2 separate regions of the Columba livia genome follow, and region 2 is linked to region 1. A link is a contact called in public Hi-C data. All regions are on one chromosome and are shown on one strand. Each heading gives the region's core, a stretch centred on a gene start, on an enhancer-like site or on the middle of the called end of the contact. The rest is flanking DNA. Distances are from core to core; before and after follow the strand shown.

Region 1 (6,000 bases), core at 1,391-3,890:
AGCTGCATCTGGCAGAAAAGTTGATCAACTTGGGGTAGCTAATCAGGCTGCTGCAATTTCCGGCCCTTTCTTTCCCGGATTCCTCAGATCAAAGTTCAAGTCCCAGAATTATTATTCCCCGAATGCTTAATGAGCTCCAACCGAGGGACACCAAAGGCAAAGCTAAAACATTGACCGTGCACTTCATTGAGTTTGGCCAATGCGGCTAAAAACAAGAGAGCGGGATCCATAGCACGCAAAATCACAATATACAGATTTGTATTTTAATCCAATTAAGATTCCTATGCGCAAGCAGGGACGGCAAAGGGCTTTAGTGACTTTGTAAAGAGAAGTCTGCTTTGCTCATTGCTTTCCCCGTCTTAAAATTTTGCAAAGGTAAAATTGGCCTGGTCGTCAATAATTTCTAAAGAACTCTCTTTTGGGAGAATAGCAGAGCCCCACAAGCACAAAAGCTTCCTTGAAGACTCAAGTTGGGGATGTTGAAATGCAAAAGTCAGATTTCGCCAGGAGGCACGATTTCTGAAGGCAGATGATTGCACCTCAGATTAGGTTCTTGAAGATCTTTGCATGCAGAAACATTGCTTTGTTCTGCCAAACACTCCCCGAGTTTTCTATTCACAAACGTGACCCCTAGGAAAGCCAGCCAAGATTCTTTCGCGTTATCAGGTCACAATGTTCAGGGCCCAATTATTTTAATAGTTATAAAAAAAAAACTGACAATGGTTCAGCACGACAGTGAGAATTGTATTCAGGGACTTAACAAGTCGCTCACTCTAACATCTGGCATGTTCTTTCGAGAAGACTAAACACATGGAGAGTCTTGCTGCAAAAGTCAATGGAAAGGAATGATAATTGCTCATTAGAATGCCTCCTCCACAGGTTATTTTTAACTTCCCTGACTCTTTCTAATCATGGTGCATGCATCAGATGATACTGAAAAGGGTCAGTGCATAGGTTTCTGCTCTCCAAAAACACACTTGTAACAAAGCCTTTTCATGAAGCTGAAGATTCACATGCTTCACCGATGGCACCTGGTTTGGTTTTCAACGCCAAGCAGGGGCCCTAAAAAAATCCTCCCGCAGCACCACGTTTTTAGCCAGCGATCCAGATTTCAAAGGCGAAGACTGACTATAAAAATCAAGAGCTTTATTTTAATCTATGATGAAGACGATTGTTTTCCCTCTCTCTCAGCTTTAAGAATGCTACGCATGGGAAGAATCGGAGATACGCAAATGCATTAGAAGACATGAGACATAGAGAATAAGGACTGAGTCCTAATATCAGGAGCCTGGAGGCAATAAAGAAGGCACTACATGTTAAATTAAGCAAGACTTATTCATCTACTTTTGAAGGAAGAAAAATTCTGGCTGCATTTCCATAGTGTATTCTACCTCATGTTTTCCAGACTGGGGGTACAGGTTCTTTGCATTCTTAAAATAAATGTTACTAGGTCATACCTGTGAGTATGCAGAGGAGAGACAGCAAACTGGTCGTGATGGACTGTATTCCCCTAAGGACACCTTCACATCCCTACCGGTGTCTCCTCTGCCTTTCAGCAAACACATCCCAGCTCAATCCTGTCTAAATGAGTTCAGATCCTTTCGCTGAACCCATCACCATAGCATCTGAGCCTTTGTAAGTGACACAAAAACTATTTGCATGGGTCACCCCACTTCCTCTCAACCTAGTTACATAAAACTTTTTCTCTTTTTTAATGGGGGTTCAGCAGAGCATTAGGAAAAAGTGGAGATTCTTTGTGGTGCAACATCAAAGACTGCACACAAGGAATCTTGTTCTGAAGCCTCACACCAGGAAAAGCCAAATGAATGGAAAGCTCACATCAGACAGTTAGAAGCCAGCAAAGGCAATGGACCTAGAGGCACAAGGAAAGCTTAAATCCAATAGTTTACAGCCGAGACTCAGGAGGCTCCGTCCTTATTTAAGGCTTTTAAACCAGCAAAAGGCCGTTTGAAGAGGAACTGAAGGACACGCTCATAATGGGCTGTAATTTGTTTGTTTATCTGTCTGTTTTTAATGAAGGAACCACAGAGCCTACTGGAGAATATTTGAGTTTCACTTCTGTCACTGGCCCAGCCATTCTCTAAAAGCACTGAGACCACATCAAATAGCTGCCAGAGCTCCCTAGGAACGGGCCTTAAAACATGTTTCAGAGCACGGAGCCCTGGGGGAAGCTCCTGGAATGCAAATCTTCTTTCAGCAACCAGACACGACCCCGACAGTAGCCGCACGAGCATCCCTCCTGCACCAACCTGCCCCCGGACCACCCTGGAAGGATCAATTGCAAGCGGAGGAATTGAGATCAGGCGTACGGGGGGGGCTTTTGAGCCTTGATAACTGGAGCGAAGCTGCCAACAAACAGGCCACCTGCACAGCGGGGATGTTGGACACCAGCTGGCCCGCGCCTGCCAAACCGCTTCACCTCCACCAAACAGCTGCAAGGAAACGCTCGGGCCAAAAACAAGGCAAGGATTTAGAGGGGAAAGCCTGACGCTCGCAGGAGCGATTCGGGTCTGAGCCATCTAGTGTCGGTTCCCAGCCCGCTGCCTCCGCCAAGGCCTGAAATCCCAGCCGCTCTCGCTTTGCTGTTTTCTCATTTTTGCGGTTTTCCTTTGGCGCTTGTGACAAATCCCTGCTCCTCCCAGGGCCGTGCCCTTCACTAGCACCGGGTTTTGCTGAACACAGAACGAAACCAGGGTGGCGAACTACCCAGAAGTGCCCAAGACGAATGAACCCTCCCTTCTAGGTCAAGGCCATGCTGGCTCTTATAGCCACATCCACGATACAACACTGACCTCCTGTGGCTGCTGCTGCTCCTCAGCCCCGACCCAGAGCAGCGAGCTCCTCCCTTCTTCCTTATTATTTAGACTATGCTCCCTTCTTCCTTATTATTTAGACTATCTGGGCAAAATGAGCTGAAAACTCCCTCCCTGCACATCCCTTTACTTCTCTTCCATGTGTCTATCAGCACAGAGAGGATGAAGGAAAGCTTGCCTGGCATCAGTCCCAAAGGAAAACCCACCTTCAGGACATAAAACTAGTCCCTGACACAGGGACAGAGCCATGGATTTCTATAAAATCAGACTTGCGCTGTACTTGCACTTCACCCTTGTGAAGGCATCTATAAACAGATTAATTCCACCCCTATTTCAGTGGCACCACTGAAGTGATTTCTGTTTTTCCTCATAAATTGAAACAGAAATGGCATCTTTGCCTGTATGAGAAGGGTGTCTTGGGGATGCTGGGATGTACAGTCATGCCCGTAGATACCGCAATTCTGAGCAACGCAGTGGGAAGGCAGCTTGTTCAGGTTTTTATGGTTGTCAGAGCTACCAGGTTTTGAAACAACTTCCATAGTGTGTTTTCCTTTCCTGCAAGCTTATGCTCTTTTACCACAGGCTCTCCAAGATCAAGACTTTTATACCGAACAGCAGCAATACGCTACTCAAAGACAAACAGCTGCCTCCTAAATGCAATTGGAAATCAGCAGGGACCACTGCATCTCACAGAGTGAAATTGTACCTGTTGGGTTGCTCTAGGTGACCCCAAAACCCGTCAAGGTCCTGCAGATGTGGTTTGGAAGGGGTACAGGGGGTACACTCAGTTTGCCACAGTGAAAGGACACTTTCTGTCATGCTAGCAAGAAGTGAGAGGGACCCAAGAACCATTGCCCTTGCCAGAAGCTGTTAATCAGTTGGGTTTTGCCCCTGTACAGAGCAGCAGCTCCTGCTGAGCTGAGAATTATAAACCTACATTTCCACTCGCACTCGCCCCCAGCCTGCCCCTCATTTTGAACATTGGGTTGTAAATGATGCATAACCCTTCTGGGCCTTCTGCCTGGGCACAGAAACTTTCCCACACCGAGGGAATTAAAAACTAGGTTAAACATACTTGTCACTCCAGTAAGTTCCTTAAAGCAGATGCAAAAGACTTTTTCTCATCACTTCTCATTAGAGTTTTGTGACAAGATTCCCTGCAAAGGCTGGAGGTGTCAGAACACAGCTGAAACACAACAGAAGGGCTTGGGGTGGCCCATCCAGTCACCTCCATGTGTTTAACAGGCTTGTTCACCAACATCTATCAGCCCTTCCAGAATTTAGCAGGGTAAAGTCATAAAAGTCACGTAAGAGATTAAACTGACAGTCTACCTGAATGCACACTGAATGCTTGATCCTTAATTGAGCATATAGGTGCTCTATCACCCCTAAGGAAAGCCGGATGGCAATACTGATGTCAGATATACATCCCAAAGTACAAAAGATCAGGTTACCACATGGGGCATCTTCTCAGCCAACTCCCACATCATTTAAAGACAAGGTAGAAGCATCCAGAAGATTATTTTTTAAAGCCCTCTTCTCAACACATGGTATATGTGTCATTGATACACAATTAACTGCATGTGTGCAATGACTGAGACATTGGCAGAAGAAATGTACGTCTAAAGGAAAAGAAAAGCAAAGAGACATGCCGTGACATGTTATCATTAGGGAGTCATAATTTCCTTCCTGTAGTCATACAACAGCTGTCACTAACATCTTGAACACAGACCATGTATTAGAATACCACAGCAAATGCCTTTTCAGGCAAAATAAAGAGAGGGCATGTTAACTGGGTGAATAGCAGGAAGAATATTTTGACAGCTTGAATGCATTAACCTCCCCGTCGAACGCCCACAACCTTCTCTAGAGCTTGGCTTGATGGATCCCTTCCCCATGCCGGGCGCAGAGCGAGGGGCTCCAGCAGCGATATCACAGCACACCAGGGGGCTCGGATGTTCTGTTGGGCAGGGGACGTCCCCAAAGTCACCTGTGGGGTGCAGGTCTCCATCTCTTCTGAAGCTTGGCTTGGCTCAGTGGAGATCTGCAATAGCGCAGCTGTCCTGGCTTGTAGGCGGGGGGAATGATAGCGCAGGCTGACCTTCCGCGTGAGAATATATGACTATATTATGACTATACGACTGTTAACTGTGGGGGACTACGGTCGGTCCGTGGATTCCCTGATGGAGGGTATGGGAACAGATTGGCCTTGAAGATATTAAGGCCCACCCATGAGAAAGATAGGAGTAAAGGAGTATCCGGAGATATTAAGGTGTATCTGTGAGAAAGAAGGGAGTAAAAATGTCATTTGTCCGTCTCAACCGCGACGTTAACCAACACAGAGGTCCCACCGTAGAAGCCGTTTCAAAACAGAAGCAATTCAAGCTAAGTAAATAGATTTCTTAGGGTTTCTGCCTCAATTCTGTAACTTCTGAGAAAGTTTTCACCAGGAATCCACATTCTCTTAGCGATAATAGGTCAGCCAATGCATTTAAAAAGCACATTTTCCTCATGTAGACAAGGTCCTTAAGGGCCATGTTCTTGCACCCTGAATGTTTGTCGTAAGTAGTTTATTTAAGGCATACTGATCACTAAAGCTTTTGGTGCAGCTTTTCCAGGAGCAGTAGTCCTCATCACAAAGAAGGCTGCAATAACTCATCAAAATATAATTAATCAGCACCCAGAGCAATTTTTGCAAAGACAAAACCTGGTTGAAACAAACCAAAATAAGGGGGTGCGGGGGGAGAACCCAAACAAACAAACACAACAAGGCTGTTTGCACTTGCCAACTCCTCTTGATTAAACTTATTTTCACCTCCAGGTGCATACACAGGATGAGTTTTCTTAATTAAACCTGCCAGTCAACTCATTATGCCTTCAATTAAAAAAGCCCAACACCTTGATTTTCTGCAGCTGGCAGGCTGCACAGTGACAGGCCGCGTTGTTCTAGTGCACAAGTTCTAATGGGGAAGGAAAAGAGATGCTCCAAAATATGGCTGAGATAATCTGCTAATTGGCCATCCTCTCAGTGTTTTGCATTTCTCTTCTTTTATTTTTAGGCTATAACGGATGGGGTTGTTTAACAGACATACAGAGGAGTGAAAGTTGTGGAAAAGCGTGTTCATCTCATTTGGAAAACTATCTAGATGTTGGGAATATTCACGAT
Region 2 (6,500 bases), core at 3,196-5,695, 60 kb before region 1:
GTCAAAATGGTGGAAATCAAGCCAGGCCGTGGCCGGTGAAGGCCCAAAGCGCTGAGGGATTGGAGCCACATGTTAAATGGAATTAACTTCTGGTTATATCTACCATGTGTGATGGGGGAAAAAAACCCTCTCTTGTCCTCTTGGATGGGAAATAGAAGGAAATTTAACAGAGGAGAGAGGTAAGAGGCGCTAAGGGGACCTCAGGTGTCACAGAGTTTGAGTCGGTACCACCTGCGAATCCCTCAGCCAGGCCAGAAAAGTCACGTAAAGGTCTTTAATTTCATTTACCTGTCGTAAATAGCCATCTCTTGGCTGGTACACATTTGTAAGGAAACATTCCCTTCACCTAGAGGTGATAAAACATCCAAAACCTCTCAGGAGTTCGGCAATTCATAATACAGTTTAAAACAAAACGTGTCGCTTTGGTGCGTTTCCGTTGGCCAATTTCTTCGCAAAATGTTTACAGCAATGGATTTTCAAAACAATATTGTCCTGAGCCAAATATTTTCCTCGGTTTGAAACTTTGTAAGCTGTTTCCAAACAAACATTTAGAATTGGGGGTAGGGAGGGAGCAGCGCAAAACCAAACAGCTCCTTGTGAAACGTCTCCCTAAACCAGCACTTTTCACAAAAAATACCTTTCGTTAGAAAATACTTTGACCTGCATTAAACAGAATTAATTAATCTCAGTTAAAATCTGGCCTAACGGCAATAAATTGCTAAACACGCCCCAAATCAGACACAATATCCCCGGCAGTGAAGTGATACATTCTCACAGAATCATACACAATATACCTGCCCACATCAGATATTTTCCACAAACATTTGGGCAGTTTTGTTACTAATGTATATTCCTACCAGCCCAAGCCTGTTTTTGGTTATTTTATATAGATATGTATGCGCACATATGCACACACGCTGTGATTGTGAAAGCGCTCTAAACAAATATGGGTGTTTGCATCCTGCCTTGCCCGAAAAGCAAAGCAGACTGTTCAAGCGGCAGCCGGTAAAAGCAAGCATTCAATTCCACTCGTTCTCCTCTAAATGGGCCTCTCAGACTCAGTGACAACTCTTAGAAAAAACACTGGAATAAAAAAAAAGCAAGAAAAAAACCTATTTTCCAGTGCAAAGTAATCCCTGTTCCATTGCCATGGCACCAGACATCCGTCTCTTTCTTTCATTGACCAGACGAGGTCCTCCTCAGCCCCTCGCTTCTTTAAAAAACAGGGAAAAAATGGTTATTTTATTTGTTGGTGCATGTGTGTGCGCCCGAATTTGTTTCCTTGGTAGGAAAAGGAGTCATTAAAGTATTAGTTGGGGTTGATTGATTTTTCGGGGACAGCAGAGGGTTGCGGGGCTTTGTAATCTCTGCCGGGATCTCACAACAGAGGCTCTTCAGCACGACACAATATTGGAATAATAAAAGGAAGATGCGGCTCGCCCCTCGGAAAGCCGAACAGCACGGTTTGCAGGCTGCAGGTTGAATGTCGCCCAGTTTTGTCATTTCGTCGAGGTATAGCGAACATAAGTGAAATAGAGAAGTATAATGTCGTCGCTTTAACTTTAGAGCAGTTGCTCCACATGGTTTGATTCTGAAATGCCCTTTAGCACAGCTGGAGACCGCAGAAAATAATATAACATGAGAAGAAAAGCAAAAGGCAATAACGGAGTAGGTTTAAAATGAAAAAGGGTGGAGAGAATAAAGAATAAAAATTAAAAAGAGCAATCTATGCTCAAAGAAATCCCCATGCTGAGAAACACACAAATACTGTCGACATTACCCACGCCACCTTAGCTCTGCCACCCTGTTTTTGGATATTTCCCTGAGCTAAGGAAAAACGACCATTTCCAGCTTCTTTGGGTGAACAGAGCAGTAGAAATCGCTGGGTAATGACTCAGCATCTGTTGCTTTGTTTCAGCAGATTATTGCACTGAATTTAGAAGAGCGATCCGGTCGCATCTCCGTGGCTCTGCGGTTCGCCCTGGCTGTTGCAGGTGATTCTGGGGAGGGATTCGGCACCTTGGCAGGATCAGGCTCTTCAATGGCAAGAAAAGCAAACACACGTGTAACTGGATGCAAACCTGTGCTTACGGACGGGCTTTGGAGGGAAAACAAAAGGCATTTCCCTCTCCCACAGAACGATACATTTTTGGCCGCAGTTTATGCGGCTCTTTATTAACGAGTAATTCAAAATAATCATCCCTCCAACGAAAGTCCTGACAAGACAGATGGCCCCAAATTGCCTAATGCCACGCTTCACCTTTTTGTTTTGTAAAAAAAGAAATATAATCAATTTTCTGTGGCATCCGATGCGGGAGGAAGCTGAAAAAAGGGAGTAAATGTATATGCGGCGCACACCCAGACTGCGCCGCTGACAACACACACACACAATTGATTCCCTGTGGCTCCTGCAGTCTGATCAATTCTGCATTCAGCGCAGAGCCAGAGTGAATTTATTACTGCTCGGAAACTTTCCAGCAGAAAGGGAGATGGAGCCATTATGGCAGCGTTTCAATCGGCCATCTCCTGCAGGTTTTGACTCATCCCTTCCCCTGAAGGTAAGAGGGCACCAGCAGGTTCGACGCTGAGGGTCACACGAATGTTACTGGTGTTATGGCATTTCCCAGAGGCGCTGTTTGGGCATGGAGGGCACATTATACCAGGCAAATTTCTGTATTTTGACTGTGAGACAGAGCAAAAGGAGAAACGGAAAGGTGAAGTGTCTTAAAACACACTAATGACACCTCCAACAACCAAACTCTGAGTCCAAGCCATTTATCAACCCACAGGCAACTCCTCCTAGCCAAGGCAAGCGGACCCTTTTCTTGGACACGTGGGACAAAGTTATCTAGCAATGCTCTGCATGCTTTGGCATTCACAGCTCTCAGAAATCATCTCCCATTTCCAGTAAGGAAAATGTGTCTCCCCTCATTGACACGACTGCGAAAGTAACTTCTGTCTGACACTTCCGTGTGTGACAGGAGCACACACACAAAGCCAGAAGGAACCTTCTCCTATGACATGGTCAGGATTTCTAGGGCCCTAGAAAACAGAGGATATTTTTCTGTTCCAGAAGAATGTGGGCTCCAGGAAGATTCTCTGGCTCATTTTATACACAACAGTGAGTTCGACATCCATGTTCAATCTCTTTTGCCATGTGCAAGCAGGAATTACAGTCAATTGAGCCCAGGGGGGACGAAAGAAGAGCAAAGAGTGTTCATCTCATCAGTCTCCCTGGAAAGGATGGGCAACAGTAAGGGAATGCTGCTTGCTTAAGCTGGGGGGGACGGCACATTATGTGATCTTTCAATTTAAATCCAGTTTGTAACTCAATACCTTCCCCAGAATATTTTCCTGCCTCCTTTCAAATGTCTGGGTAGAGGTTATGAACTCCAATGTGATTACTGCTGCAAAAAGGAAGAGGAATACGATGGAGCAAAATGGCAGATGTTAGACAATTAGTTTGTAGCTTAATGATCTTCATGATTAGATTCAGTCTCTGGAAGATGAAGCTTGGATATGGATATAAAGTTGGCTGCTTACCCCTGGCTCTGCTTTGAGCCAAACAAAATCTTGGTACCTACACCCAGGACAATATTGCAAGCCCAGAAGTTTCAAACCTGATCTCCCGTCTCATTTTCTCACCTCCACGCGCTGTGATGGATTTGCTCTTAGCTAGCACGGCAGACAGACCAGGCGCTTAATGTGAATTCTTTTGCCTCTTGTCTACTCATCCCTGCCGAGGATGCTCTGGGGTCGCCTATAAACTGCCTTCTCCCCATCACGATTTTTATCTAGACAAATAAAACCTGTAGCTACCAAATCAGAACGGCAGCGTTTCACACCTTGATTCCTCGTGGGCACAAATGATGACACCGGGTGCCAGACAAGGGGACAACCAGTCTCCCCCATTGTCAGTCCTGCGAGACGCGCTGGAAACGGAGCCATAAAAACAGAGCTGAGCTGCACCCAGTTGCACCAGATCCCGTCCAGCTCCCCCATGCAACGTGTGAATTAACCCCAGTTACGCTGGGGTGAATCTGATAGACAGCAAAATTACATTGGGTTGTATCATTCCAAAAAAAGGGTGTAATGAAAACGATACCCCTGCAAACAGCTTTGCCAAAGTCCTATTGTCTGTGTGTCTGCGACACTTCCCACCGTGGCCAATTCCACAGACCGCCAGAAGAGGGGGATCACATACAATACTGACCACCACAATCACTTTACCTTCAACAGATATATAAACTAATTTAATTTTGCCCTTTCCCCCTCCAGTTCCCACTGGTAAGGGAAAAACAGTGAGCAAAAAACGCCTTTCCAAGAATCCCTGTGCCATGTGAACAAAGCTGCAGTCAGCGAGGTAAGGTGTTAACACACTCATTTATTGTGGTTTTAGTAGCAAAAGTGCGGGTTTCAGTTAAACCACGCTAAACCGAAAAAAACTAGTTCCTGAGACAAAGCCATAACGGAACAAAAAGGAATAATAACGGAAAATAATGGGTCTCTGAGCAGCTTTTATGGACCTGATTCAGGTTCCACACGTCAAGTTGCAATGCAGTAATACAACGCTGACAAACAGAGCCTGGCTGCTGGAAGCTGGTGCAGTAATCAGCCCTATCGATCTCTTCCTTCATTTTTTGGAGAGAAAAGGCGATCCAGCACACAGAAGGAACTGAGCAGAAACTTCGATGCTACCTGAAGTGGGGGAGAAGCCAACCCCTGGCTTGGCTCAGACCTCATGCGCCCCACAAGCAGCGAATGCCTTAAAATAAACCACTAGAGCTGAAGAGGGATCATAGAATTAAAGGAGAAACCCTGAATTATGAAGCCATTAGTAGACAACGAGGAATTCATTGACAGAGAGAGCACTCACTTTACAATGATTCATCTTTTTTGATTTGAAGAGCAAAAACGCCAAGTTTAGCAAATGCTGGAGAGAAGTGGATCAGGTACCCAAATCCTATAGGATGCCACACAAACCCCTGTCATAGCCTGTATCTTTTTCCCAGTCCCTTCTAGCAGGTCGATGCAATGAAATTGTGGGCCAAATTCTCTACAGATGCAAATCAAAACCGAGGAGAGATGTACGCTGATTTATTCAAGGCGGGGCTTCCCAAAAAACCCTACTAAAGAAATGAAATCTATTTTCACTGGCTTATTTTCCTAGAAGAAAGAAGGCAGCTTCACAAATAACCCCTGGGGAGAAGGAGGATAAAAAGCAAAAGCAAATTGGGCTCCTTATGGTGTTCCCAGCAACCCCAGTACAAACTGGGACCTCAGGCTGGACGGGGCGAACCCCCCGAAACAATCGGATGAGCAAATCTTTGTCAGGAACAAAAGACATCTGCTGAGGAAAACAGGAATTGACTGGGGACAAGGACAAAGCCAGACAGCATCCCATGGCGCCCCAGTCTGCTCCAGCAAGATGCCAGGGTCAACGGCAACGAACGCGCCCCATGAGTCAAGAGGAATCAATAATGCTAAATAACTCGGTGTCTTCTATATGCAGCAAATCAGCGCAAATGTGGTTAAAATGGGCTCTGCAGACTGAAATCTGATTGAGGCCCGTCACGTCTGGGGTTCTCGCAGGATGGGAAAATGGCTTTTCAAGCTCGGTCCACGCGGTTTGGATACGGATGAGTGTTATCTGTCTTTTTCTAGAGACCTAAAATGGGAGGAGATGCTGGGTTTTTAGAAACACGCGCTTATTGCCCACGCAAAGAGGCTGTTTAATAACAAAACCCCACTTCCAAACCTCCCCCTCAGCATTAAAGTATATCCCGGCTTCTAAATGTGCATTTGTATGTGGATCCTCATGAGAAATAGGTGCCTACCCAAACCATCCATCAACAAACAGATGTTGCAAGCAGAAACCAGGAAAGTCTGAGCCTAAAATTAGCCAGGGTCCTCGCTGAAGTCCCTAAAATGCCATCACGCTCTGTTGAACTTTGGGTCAAGTCACTTAGCGCCGCTGTGCCTCAGTTTCCCATTTGTATGACAGGGCAGCACCATCCTGCCTCTGTGACACTGTGAGAAGAATACATGAGTAAAATATATTACAGTAATATAGGTCAGGCGAGAACCTACATTTACATGAGGAGAATGATTATATGGTTTAACCCAATTATTAACAAATCATTTACTCAAAGTTAACTATGGCTCTGGAAAGTATCAAGCTCGGATTAGCTAATATTTCAACAGGTCCTTCTCTTCCTCCACAGCAGATGATTTTGCATCGTCACTGTGCAAAATGGCTCAGTTATTTCACCTTCTCATTCTGAATTAACAGCAGATATCCTATTACCCCAAAGATAACACTGAGACTAAATATCCCCTCCTTACTTTGAGTTCAAACTGGGATTATAACCCAGCAAGCCCAGCTCCTCACTCAGCAACTTGTCTGACCACCTGTAATTCAGCACAATGATTCCAGCTCAACATTGATTTTTTCCCTTCATAAATCTCCCAAAGCTGTGGAAGGATTACGTGCCCCTTGG

Evidence for each region. Hi-C and Micro-C count contacts between places; a contact is called where the count stands out from the background.
Region 2: a contact with region 1 is called in a Hi-C map of liver, with 5 times the contacts expected there. The contact joins two enhancer-like sites. A contact is called at or near these places in 2 of 2 Hi-C or Micro-C datasets (crop and liver).

Annotation. Positions count from the first base shown.
Region 1 is chr24:5,007,576-5,013,575 of bColLiv1.pat.W.v2, reverse strand. No RefSeq gene overlaps it. Among named protein-coding and RNA genes, the nearest start is that of UBASH3B, 17 kb to the right of the region's middle. Within about 2 kb of position 2,640, at least 3 of the 3 cell types and tissues checked have an H3K27ac peak away from gene starts, as active enhancers do.
Region 2 is chr24:5,068,391-5,074,890 of bColLiv1.pat.W.v2, reverse strand. No RefSeq gene overlaps it. Among named protein-coding and RNA genes, the nearest start is that of UBASH3B, 78 kb to the right of the region's middle. Within about 2 kb of position 4,445, at least 2 of the 3 cell types and tissues checked have an H3K27ac peak away from gene starts, as active enhancers do.